2 separate regions of the Pan troglodytes genome follow, and region 2 is linked to region 1. A link is a contact called in public Hi-C data. All regions are on one chromosome and are shown on one strand. The core of a region is the stretch at or near the end of the contact, and the rest is flanking DNA. Distances in the headings are between cores, read along the strand shown. Region 1 has its middle 49 kb from the start of IYD. Region 2 holds the start of PLEKHG1 (pleckstrin homology and RhoGEF domain containing G1).

The links. A called contact is a pair of places that touch in the nucleus more often than the background predicts.
Region 2: a contact with region 1 is called in a Hi-C map of stem cell-derived neural progenitor cells, with 9 times the contacts expected there. The contact joins the promoter of PLEKHG1 here to the enhancer-like site in region 1. A contact is called at or near these places in 3 of 7 Hi-C or Micro-C datasets (induced pluripotent stem cells and stem cell-derived neural progenitor cells), 1 of 1 datasets of contacts at active chromatin or transcription factors (stem cell-derived excitatory neurons) and 1 of 1 other capture datasets (stem cell-derived neural stem cells).

What each region holds. Positions count from the first base shown.
Region 1 is chr5:162,365,600-162,370,967 of NHGRI_mPanTro3-v2.0_pri, reverse strand. No RefSeq gene overlaps it. Among named protein-coding and RNA genes, the nearest start is that of IYD, 49 kb to the right of the region's middle. Within about 2 kb of position 1,472, at least 5 of the 24 cell types and tissues checked have an H3K27ac peak or open chromatin away from gene starts, as enhancers often do. A contact at or near this core is called in stem cell-derived neural progenitor cells and stem cell-derived neural stem cells, where this site is marked.
Region 2 is chr5:162,549,053-162,554,386 of NHGRI_mPanTro3-v2.0_pri, reverse strand. PLEKHG1 (pleckstrin homology and RhoGEF domain containing G1) reads right to left here and starts at 2,252. Exons shown (of 15, transcript XM_063812679.1): 1 at 2,111-2,252.

The DNA.
Region 1 (5,368 bases), core at 223-2,722:
ATGTATGTCATCTTCAGACTGAGGCGGTTGAGTGGAATGTGATTTATCCATTCGCCCTCTCTTTTGTCACCTGTTGATAGGATGCAAAGCATTGGTAGAGGGAACCATGGTACTAGAAGATGACAGAGCAACCAGTTTGAAAGAGCCTGGATCCCTGAATGAAGGTATGGAGCGGGGCTCTCTCTCTGTTGAATGGTGATAAGAGTGAGAAATAAACCTTCATTGTACAAAGCCACTGAAATGGTTTTTTGTTACTGCAGCAAGTATTACTTGCTGCTACTAATGCCAAGTATAAATCATATTTAAATCTTTGCCATCCTGGGATTCAATTTAATTATACAAAACTAAATTCATGTCTACTTTAATATTCATGTTTTCTCATAGAAGATACCATTTTTTAAATAATAGGAGCGCCAAGCCCCAGAACATAGCTCTAAGGTGAAAATGTATAATGTCATAACTTATTACATGACATCTGGGTCAAGAGAATAGAGAAGACGGTGGGGTTTTAAAATAAAAAGTAAATAAGGGTTATAAAAAATGCAATACTATATAAAAATTGATCCAATGTATTCAAAAATTAAAGACTCTCTATCTCTTAATAAATACCAAAGTACCACAAGATTCTTTATATACACCAAGGACTAGGCAAGTAGAAAAAACAAACAAACAACTTTAACCTTATAATTCTAGAATGAAGGATCATCTCCAGAGTCCTCAGTAGGGCGCTTATAAACAGCTCCTAAAATCTTGTCAGCACAATCAAGGGCTGTTTCTCAATCTCTTTGTATAAAAAACTAGATTCTGTATTAGTCTGTTCTCAGGCTGCTAATAAAGACATACCCAAGGCTGCATAATTTATAAAGGAAAGAAGTTTAATTGACTCACAGTTCCACGTGGCTGGGGAGGCCTCACAATCATGGTAGAGGACGAAGAGGAACCAAGACACATGTTACATGGAGGCAGGCAAGAGAGCGTGTGGAGGGGAACTGCCCTTCATAAAACCATCAGATCTCATAAGACTTACTCACTATCACAAGAATAGCACGGAAAAGGCCCACCCTCCCAATTCAATTACCTCCTAGGGGGTCCCTCCCACTGCATGTGGGAATTATGGGAGCTACAATTCAAGGTGAGAATTGGGTGGGGACACAGCCAAACCATATCAGACTTTATTCATTTTGGTTCTTCCTTTGAGGAAACTGAGTCCCATAAGGAAATGGAGGAAAACATGGCCAGCAGTGCCAACTCTCACCCCATTCACTTCCCGCCCTCAAGGGTGTGCTGCCCTTTCCTTAGCACCACCCACTCCAGGGCCGTCACCATCGCAGTGGGGGCTCTCCGTGTTTCCTGAGATCTCAAACCCAAGCGTTTCTTGGGGCAGCAGCGGGGGGCCTCGCCATGGAACTCCCGGCTCCCACGAGGGCTTCTGTGCCTGCTGGCTCTTCCGGCTTTGAGCGTCCGCACGAGAAGCCCCCTGCTGGCCACATTCATGGCGTGGGGACCTCGGGCTAAATAAATTTCATTTCTCTCTTCTCCCTCCTAAGTGTCTTCCACTATTTTCCTTTGTTGGCTCTGGACTTGTTCTAAATGCAGCCCTACTAAACTTTCGGGGGGCCTGAGTGTTTCTGGCTTTAAGGGGTGCAGTGGGGCGGGGGGTGCAGAGGGGCTGGGGCTGCGCTGGGAGATGGCGTTGTGTTAAGTGATCGTGGACACAGTGGTATTTACAGCCTCACTAACGTGCCTTGTCTTGCTGCCTTAGCCTCTGACTGTGAATAAAACAGTTCTCCTATTTTTTTTTTTAAGACAAATGACAAATAAAGCTGGGTAAAGAAAGTAATCATTTACTTTGTGTCTTGGGACATGACATTTCTTTCCTAACATCTTTCGGAAAGCTGGAGTTCCCTAATGCCCTGCTAAAGAAAATGATTGACATCTTTCAGAGGGCGAGGAAATTTATGCGCTGGAAAACAATTTCCAGGACGTTGGAGATGAGTAATTTCCCTCTCTATCACTATGCGTACAAAAGAAAAGGGACCCAGGGCGCTGATGTAACTGTATGAAAAATAAATGTGTGGCAAAGGAATAGTAAAAATACTTGAACTGAAAACAAAGAGAAGTAATCATTTTTTATAGTTTGGCTGTAGTCACTGAACAATTGATTTAGATGACTAAGTCTAACACATCTGTATTTACACGATCTGGAAGACATAAATTACTAACATGTAGAAAAATTTTGGAGAGGGGAAGTAAACTACAGCTTAAGTATCTGATGAAGTTATCTAGCAAGACTCACTTTTTCATTTCTGCTGAAGTCTTGATTACATCTAGCATGACTGTGCCATCTAGTGGTTTCACAGTAACTGCCTCGAGTTGGAGGATACAGTTCGGAAAATTGCTTTGAATATCCCATGAACTCTTGGGTAGGTGCAAAAGTAATTGCTGGTTTTGCCATTAAAACAGCAATTTCTTTTGCACAAAAATGGCCCAATAAGAAAGAGATTGAAAGAGTATTTCCACGGCACCCACACGCAGCTAGTTCTGAATTACTTAAGCCAATCATGGCATGAAAGCTCATGAACTTCACACAAATGCCTCAATTCAAACCACTGATTTCGTCATCTAAAAGCATCTACTCGGTGTCAAAATGCGTATTGTGGCTGTATATCAAAGACACCATCAGGGTCTGTGGGCTTTGTCACTGTCCCCAGATGTTTATCTGCTGAGGAGAGGAGATGCAGGCTTCTCTTTCCTCTGTTTACAAGGTGCTAAGAGATACTGAGAATATCTGTAGCAACTAATAAGATCACAGAAGAACCCCCAAACTCAATAGCCATCCATCAACCAACCAAAGGCTGATGTTATTCACACAATAACGTTGACTTCCCCATATTTCTTGCTCTGAAATGTTGGGGATCTTTGATCATTTTAGCTTTAAAGTTGGAGCCCAGCCACACCAGCTTGTGATCTCTCTTCCTCTACCTGGAATCCCCTGCTCTCTCATCTGCGTTCTGGAGGCCACCAGTGCCCACCTAAGGTTGCTCCCAGCTCGCAAGTATCCCCAGTTCTATGCAGTTCCCTGCTGAGCCACTCACATTCTCAACTGCGGGGACCTCAATGGCAACCACAGTACGAGAGCCACAAGAAACTCAGGGAAGAAAAATTAGAAAACAGCCTCCAGATCTCCAGGGAAGGAATAGTCATAGTTTATGTTACAAGTTGTTTTGAATAACTGCACACTTCACGTAGATCTATAAAAATGTCAATGTACAGAGTGGTAAAACAGCTAGGCTAAGAGGGGAGCAAGGCGGGGCCGGAACCCTCTATAACCTTTGGAAATGTTAGAGAAATGGAAAAGTGCCATAATTTTTTAAACATAATTCTACTTATTCCAAATCATTGACACAATTTTGAGATATAATTTACATTACATAAAATTCACCATTGAAAAGAGTGCAGCCGAGTGGTTTTTAGTATATTCACAAAGTTGTGTAACCATCACCTCAAACTGATTTTAGAACATTTTCATTACTCCTAAAATAAACCCATATCCACAGCAATCACTCCCAATGCTCCCTTCCTGCTCCAGCCCTTGGAAATCACGAATGTACTTTCTATCTCTATGGATTTGCCTATTCTGGACATCTTACACAAATGGAATCATACAATATGTGGCCTTTGGTGTCTGGCTTCTTTCACTCAGCATGTTTTCAAAGCTCGTCCATCTTGTAGCATCACAGTACTTTCTTTCTTTTTATGGCTGCATGATATTCTGTTGTATGGGTATACCAAACTTTACACATTCATTAATTGATGGACACGTGTTGTTTCTACTTTTACTATTATAAATAATCCCGCTATGAACATTCTTACACAAGTTTTTTTGTACATGATTTTTTTTCAGTTTTTGTACATGAATATTTTCAAATGCTCTTGGGTATGTATATCTAGGAGTGGAATTTCTGGTTTACATGGTAATTCCATGTTGAGAATTCTATGTGACAATTCTTTAACTCTGAAAAACTGTCCAGTTGTTTTCAGCAGCATCTGCACCATTTTACATTCCCACCAGCAATGTATGAGGGCTCTAATTTCTCTATATTCTTGCCAACACTTGTTATTTTCTGTGTTTAAAAATATATTACCATTATAGCCATCTTAGTAGACGTAAAGTGGTCATTGGTTTTATTTTAAAGAGCAAAAATTAATGCAAATACAGACTAGAAAACAAATCAATGCCCTTTGGAGATTGAAAAGATCCCATTATAATAAAGTCAACTACATGCTTCTGTCTCACTTAGCACAGAGGAGAATAATTACACAGCCTGTTCAGGTACAGACTTTGCTACTAGGGCGTTTGTAGGATGAGAGAGTGAGTCAGAACTGTCTTCATTCATCCCACTGATGCAAGAAGTTTCTCTACAATTTATCTGACAGTTAATCATTTCATTCGATTTATCCAGTGGCAGGAAACTCTTTTCTTACCATTTTATTTATAATTTCTAGAATGCCCTTCTTGACATTTTCAATTTGTCATCTTATAACTTCCTGCAAAGTTTAAAACCAAGTGACAAATTTTAAAGTATACCAAGCCACCTCCCATGTCCTCAGTCTCAATACTTCTTTCCATGAAGCCACCTTCACATATTAACCTTTTCTATAAAGTCATGGTTTCCATTCTTACATCATCTCTGACACCTTCCTCTAGATATTACAATGTGTCAATATCCTTCTAAGCAGCTATCCTCAAATATGAACAAAATGTGCTGTGGCCAGTGGGGAATACCATGAGACCTTTATCGGTTGTGGTACTGTGTTTCTCTTAATAATACAGGGCAAGTCTGCAGGATTTTCTGCAACTATGTAAGATAGCTCAAATAGGGCTTCCACCAAATCTGCTAAAATCCTCAAGACTTTTTCAAATGACCTGCTGTTACCCTGCTGCTCTTGGCTAGTTGCTTTTTCAAGTTTATATTTCTCCATATTAAATCTCATTTTAAAAATTTTAGTCTATAATTCCACCTTGTTATAATCTTTTGGATTCACCTCACCATGCCAGCTTTATGTCAGTTACAAATTAGAAAGATGTTTTTATTGATGTTTGATCAATTCCTTATTATGAACCATGTGGAAAGCCTCCTCTCCAGATAAGCATCTATTCTAGGAGGCAGCACCATCCAGCAGCAATGACAGAATAGCTGTTCACTTGTCTGCCTACTATTACATTGAAATCTTACTGTCCATGTTAAATACTAGTCACTTAATAAATATTTGTTTAATTGAATTGAATAATTTCCCTTTCAAATGTCAGCCTAGAGCTTTCTTGATGTCCCTTGATAAAAATCCCACTCTTTAGCTATCTTAAGAC
Region 2 (5,334 bases), core at 1,003-3,502, 180 kb before region 1:
ATTTATGGGACAGACTATGAACCATTTGATCTTAATTAAATCACTGAAAAATCATATCCGCAAAGGGGGAACACAACATAGGACTGGTTATTCTTGGTTTTGAAAAAATATGTTGCCACTTCCTATTGTTTTAAAAATGATCATTTAACCTCTTTGAACTACAGCCTGAATCCCCCACTGAAATATTTAAGCCTGTATTCGGTGACAGTAATCTATATTAAAGGCACTGAAGGAAGCTGGTGCCCCTAATTCAGGGTGCCCATTTAGGGTAGAGGAAGCAGGAAAATGCCACCAAGGACAAGCAGAATCGGGGCAGTTATCTGGCATCTGATTGCCAGGTAACTGTTTCTCACTTTGCTTTGCCCTTTAGCAGAGGACTTGGGGGGCTGCTACACAAGGATGGGGAAGGTCGTGCAGCCATTGCTGTTGACTGTGGACTGCTACTGATGACCTATTTGAGGATGAAGCCAGGGAGGTGGGAGCACTCTGAAGAAAAAAGTTTCTTTAGTCAGGTGGTTTGGTGGCTTAGAATTGGGACCTCAAATGAGACAAAAAGTCAAGTCAGGAATTGGGAAGCCAGACTCAAAATGCTGAGAGAGTCAAACATCAACCCGTTACTTTTCTCTCTGTCTTAAATATTGTAGACCAAATTACAGGGGGTAGGGGTTTGGGAGGGGGATGAGGAATGAGCAGGAGGCCGTAGAAGCTATCTGGTTCGTGTGCACTGCTTTATAAGGGAGGCAGCCAAGACGACCAGAGGCAAGTATCTTGCCCAGGGTCCCACAGGGCAAAATTAAAGTTCGAAAATTTTCTGATCTCCTGAAATGATGGGTTTGGAAATGTTTTTAACAGCAATTTAATCAAAATCCAAAATCTCTACATTTTTTAGAAGTATGCTGTCTACAGAATCTGAGAATCCAGAAGATGCCGGTTTTAACACCTGGTTGTTATTGTACCGCATTACAGGACCTACTCAAGCCCGGAATTCTGTTAGATGACAAACTGGACCTAGAGTTAACATTCTAGTCTTTCCCCCGGTCTAAATACAAAACACAATATAGTTCTGCATCCAATCTGTTCAAAACTCCTAAACCAACTCTCAGTCTGAGATGGTCCTCGCGGGGTGATACCTGCCCCAAACACCCACACTCGGTGATTTCGAAAATACGTGCAGTAGCCTCGGCCACCTGCGGGTGGTACAAAGGGCGCCTTGAGGACCAGAGCTGGATGAAACGCCGGCTTACAAACCCCGCTCCGCCAGCACATTCAAGTCAAGGATCCAGCTCATTGTTTCCGAGGAGCGGAATGAATTGACCAGCCGAGCGCCGTTCTCCCAGTTAGAGCGTCCCCAAGCTTCCGGCTTCGGAACGGGGCTCACCGCGAGGACACAAAAGGGGCGAGCTCGGGCATCACTGCGGATCCCCGCCGCCCGCCGAGGCCAGAACGCTCGCAGAGTCGCGGCCGCCCAGGTGTTACCGTTTACCCCGTGACGGAAGAGCCACAGGCTCTTGACTCCCCACCCCCTGAAAAGCGCGTCTGCAGAACGGGGGCGCCCCCAAGCCCTGAGCGCCGCAGCAGCTCGGCCGCCGCCCCCACCGCGCGTCCCCGGGTCCTCGGGCTCCCGGCTTCGCTGCTGGGGAGCTGACCCAGCTGGCTGGCTGTGGGGTCCCGTTCTGGGGCTGTCCTGCTGAGTCGGGGGTGGGGAAGCGGTGGCTACAACTCCCGGGTGCTCGCAGAAACTCCTCTGCGCGCTGATGTTGCAGCCGCTGGGGCGAGGGGCGGGAGCACCGGGAACTTGGGGGCGCGGAACCCCAAGCGGGGCGGCGGCGGGCAGCATCCCCTACCCGACTCCGACCCCCGAGACGCGGCGCCCCCCAGCGCCCTCCGTCCCCACCGCGCGGTGCCCCCGGCGCCCTCTGTCCCCACCGCTCGGCGCCCCCCAAGGCCCTCCGTCCCCACTGCGGAGGGGCGCGCAGGGGGCCGGCGGGGCCCGGGTACCACGCTCCGCCCGGCCCCACCTGCGGATGTGGGGCTCCCACCGGAGGTCCCCGGGTCCCCCCTCCCATCCCTGGAAAAGTCCCCGGGGCGTCCGGGCCCGACCGGCGCTTACCCGGGGAGGGGCGGCTTCGCATGCCCGGGCGGCGCTCGCAGGTCGGGCGGGGAGGGTGCGGGCTGCGCTGCGCCGGCTCGGGCTGCCGGAGCGCCCTGCAGCCGCCGTCAGGCTCGGGCTCGGGCTCGGGCTCGGGCTCCGACTTCCTCTTCCTCGGGCTCGGCCCCACTGCTCGGCCGCGCCCCGGCCCGCCCCTCCCCGCGCCCAGACGCCAGCTTCGGCGGCCGGAGCAGCGGATCGCTCGTCCCGCCTCCCCTCTTCCCTGAGGGCGAAAAAGGTGGAGAGGAGGGGGGCGAAGAGAAAGAGAAATTAGGCACTTGGCCTTGTCTCTGGAGCCTTGCCAAAGAGAACAGTCAAATTACAGCTTCGGGGGGAATAAAGTTTTTTTTTTAAAAAAAATTCTGCTACTGTTTTCGCAGACACATCACTTTTCTTCATTTTCCGAGCTCTTCAGGTTTAGCTTTCCTTTGGACGTAATAATTTCCTATGTGAGTCCTTTAAAATAATACCCAAAATCATGGTTTTAGTGAACATTCTAGTTTTACATAGAAGCTTTGCCGGTAATCAAGTGAAAAGAGGGGGAAGCCCGGTGTTCTTCAGGCGTCATTACCCTAATCACCTCGGTTAAAGCACCAAACGACCTTTGCCTAGAGAAAGTAAAAGTGGAAACGGAGGTAAAGAATAACCGGTGACAGCCAGAAAGATGTTTAAAGGCACCGGCTCTGCAGTAAAGTTATGACTCCAATCAAAGGTGCCTGCAGCGACAGTGAAAGGCATGTGAAGTCATTTCTTAACACTAATCTCCCGCCAAAGTCGGACGTATCAGGGTCGCCTGTGGACCCCCTTAGGTTTGGTGGTGGATTTGATTGCACTCTTAGTTGTTAACAGACCTTCAGCCTTACCACTTGCTAGCTGTGTGGCCTTGAGAGAACGCTTTAACCTGTGTTCTGTCTGTTTCCTCATCTGTAAAATGGAGATCATGATGATGATGATGATGATAGTGCCTACCTCCTAGAGTTGCTGTATGTGATTTAAATAAGAGAATGTGCGTGAAGGGCTTAGGAGACTGTCTGGCACATGCTCTACAGCCTGAATAAATGTTAGCTATTCTTGTTGATTTTTGCCTTTTATCTGCTTTTATGCATATACATGATTATGGAAATTATAATAAAGACTGGGAACAAAACAAGGTTTGTGCAGTAAGGCCGCACAGCATCACAGTTCTCTACCACGTGGAGTTTATGTTCTGTTTTATAATTTATTTGAGTCTCCACAACTGACTTGTATTACCTAAAACTATGGGACTTGGTTATGCTTGGAATACATTTACCACAGTAGATTTGCAATGGGACTAAAACAGACATTTGCCATCTTCAAAGCATTGTTTCAGTTGGCCTTGCAATAACCTTGTGAGCTTGACAGGACAGGTGCTAGTTGCCTTTCACAGACAGGAAACTGAGCTTAATTAAGACCCTGCCCAGCTTCTGGAGCTCACACAAAATCATGCCTGTTACCCCATCTCTCTATGTTGTGATTTGTGTTAGAAGTGTGCAGTATGTTTGTGAAATAGTACCACATTAATGGTTTCCATCAACCCTGTGAGGTAGGTGCCAGCCTTTATTTGACACTCAAAGCATCTAGGATTCAAAGAAGCTCATTGATGAGTGTGTCTGTGGCTGAGAGATAAGGGTTTCCGACAACTTGGAAAGGAAGGGAGGAGAATTGGGGATTCCTGTTCTCTGCTGTCTCCTCTTTTATTGATTGATTGATTGAGATGGGATCTCGCTGTTACCCAGGCTGGAGTGCGGTGGCACCAATCATAGCTCATTGTAGCCTGGAACTCCTGGGCTCAAGAAATCCTCTGGCCTCAGCCTCCTGGGTTGCTGGAACTACAGGTATGCACCACCATGCCGGGCTTACTTACCATTTTTTTTTTTTTGTAGAGACCGGGGTCACGCTATGTTACCCAGGCTGGCCTCGAACTTCTGGCCTCAGGCAATCCTCCAGCCTCTGCCTCCCAAAACACTGGGATTACAGGAGTGAGCCACCATGCCTGGCCTCAGTTATGCATTTCTTAGCACAAGTGCTTCGAATGAAGCTGTGGATGAAGCACTATGATCTGATGAAAAGACTGGATCAGCTGCAGATGCTGCTGCTCAAGAGCACTCACCCTTAGGCAGATAGCTCTTCTGAATTTGGTACTGTGCTTATGGGATGGTTATAATATTTCCTGGCCAGCCCGCTCACTTCACCTCAGTTTATTAATGAGGTGGGAGGTAGAAAGTGGAAACAGGAACAAGAAATTTCTTTTGTTGAGACTGTATGCCAAGTACAGCACTAAGCACCTAAGTCCTGTGATCATTCCTGATTTCCAGGCAAATGAACTCTGCCCTTTAGATCTTTAGAATTTGAGCTCCTTGAAATCACCTGGCCTGACACATTGTGGGTCTGGTTTGTGTGTCCAGCACTTAGTTCAGCTCCTAACACACAATAGGTATACAATATTCAGTGTGTGGATTGTTGGATGGATGAACGGACAACATAAGAGTTGTGAAGATGCTGTAGCATTCTGTTAGTAAGAGTCTACTCTTCCACTTTAAGGAAAAGGACCCAATGGAATGGCTTTCTAATGGTGCATCCGGTATTGGGAAAATTCTTTTGGCGAGTGGTCTTTCTAATACTGCTCTATCAGTCAATGTCAAACAAAGGGAACAGAACCCAGTTCAAGTATTTATAAAAGAGGGACTTTAATGCAGGAAATTGGCTCTACAAGTGATGGAAGAATCAAGAATCCAAAAAGAGACAGTGAGGCAGCCCAGAAATTAACAGCAACAGAAAGTCACTACCACTCCTAGACAGAGGAATTCAGAAGACACAGCCTGAAGGAGTGTTCCCCCACCCATCCCCATAACCCTGTGATTCTGAGTGATTCTCTTCACAAGAAGAGGCTGAGGGCAACAGGCCCAGGCTTAGCCCACCCTCAAATTATACCTTTTCCTTCTCAAGTAAAAGTGGGTCTATCAATTAGATTTCTGTAGAAGAGAAGTTCTTGCTTTTTAAGATGACTGAACATCCTAAGTGATGGGCTGATGGTGAAACAAACCACCATGGCACACATTTACCTATGTAACAAACCTGTACAACTTTTACTTTAAAAAGATTATTAAATGCCTCCTATGGTGTCTTATTTCTTCCTCATACAGATGCAGTAAAGTAGATACTAT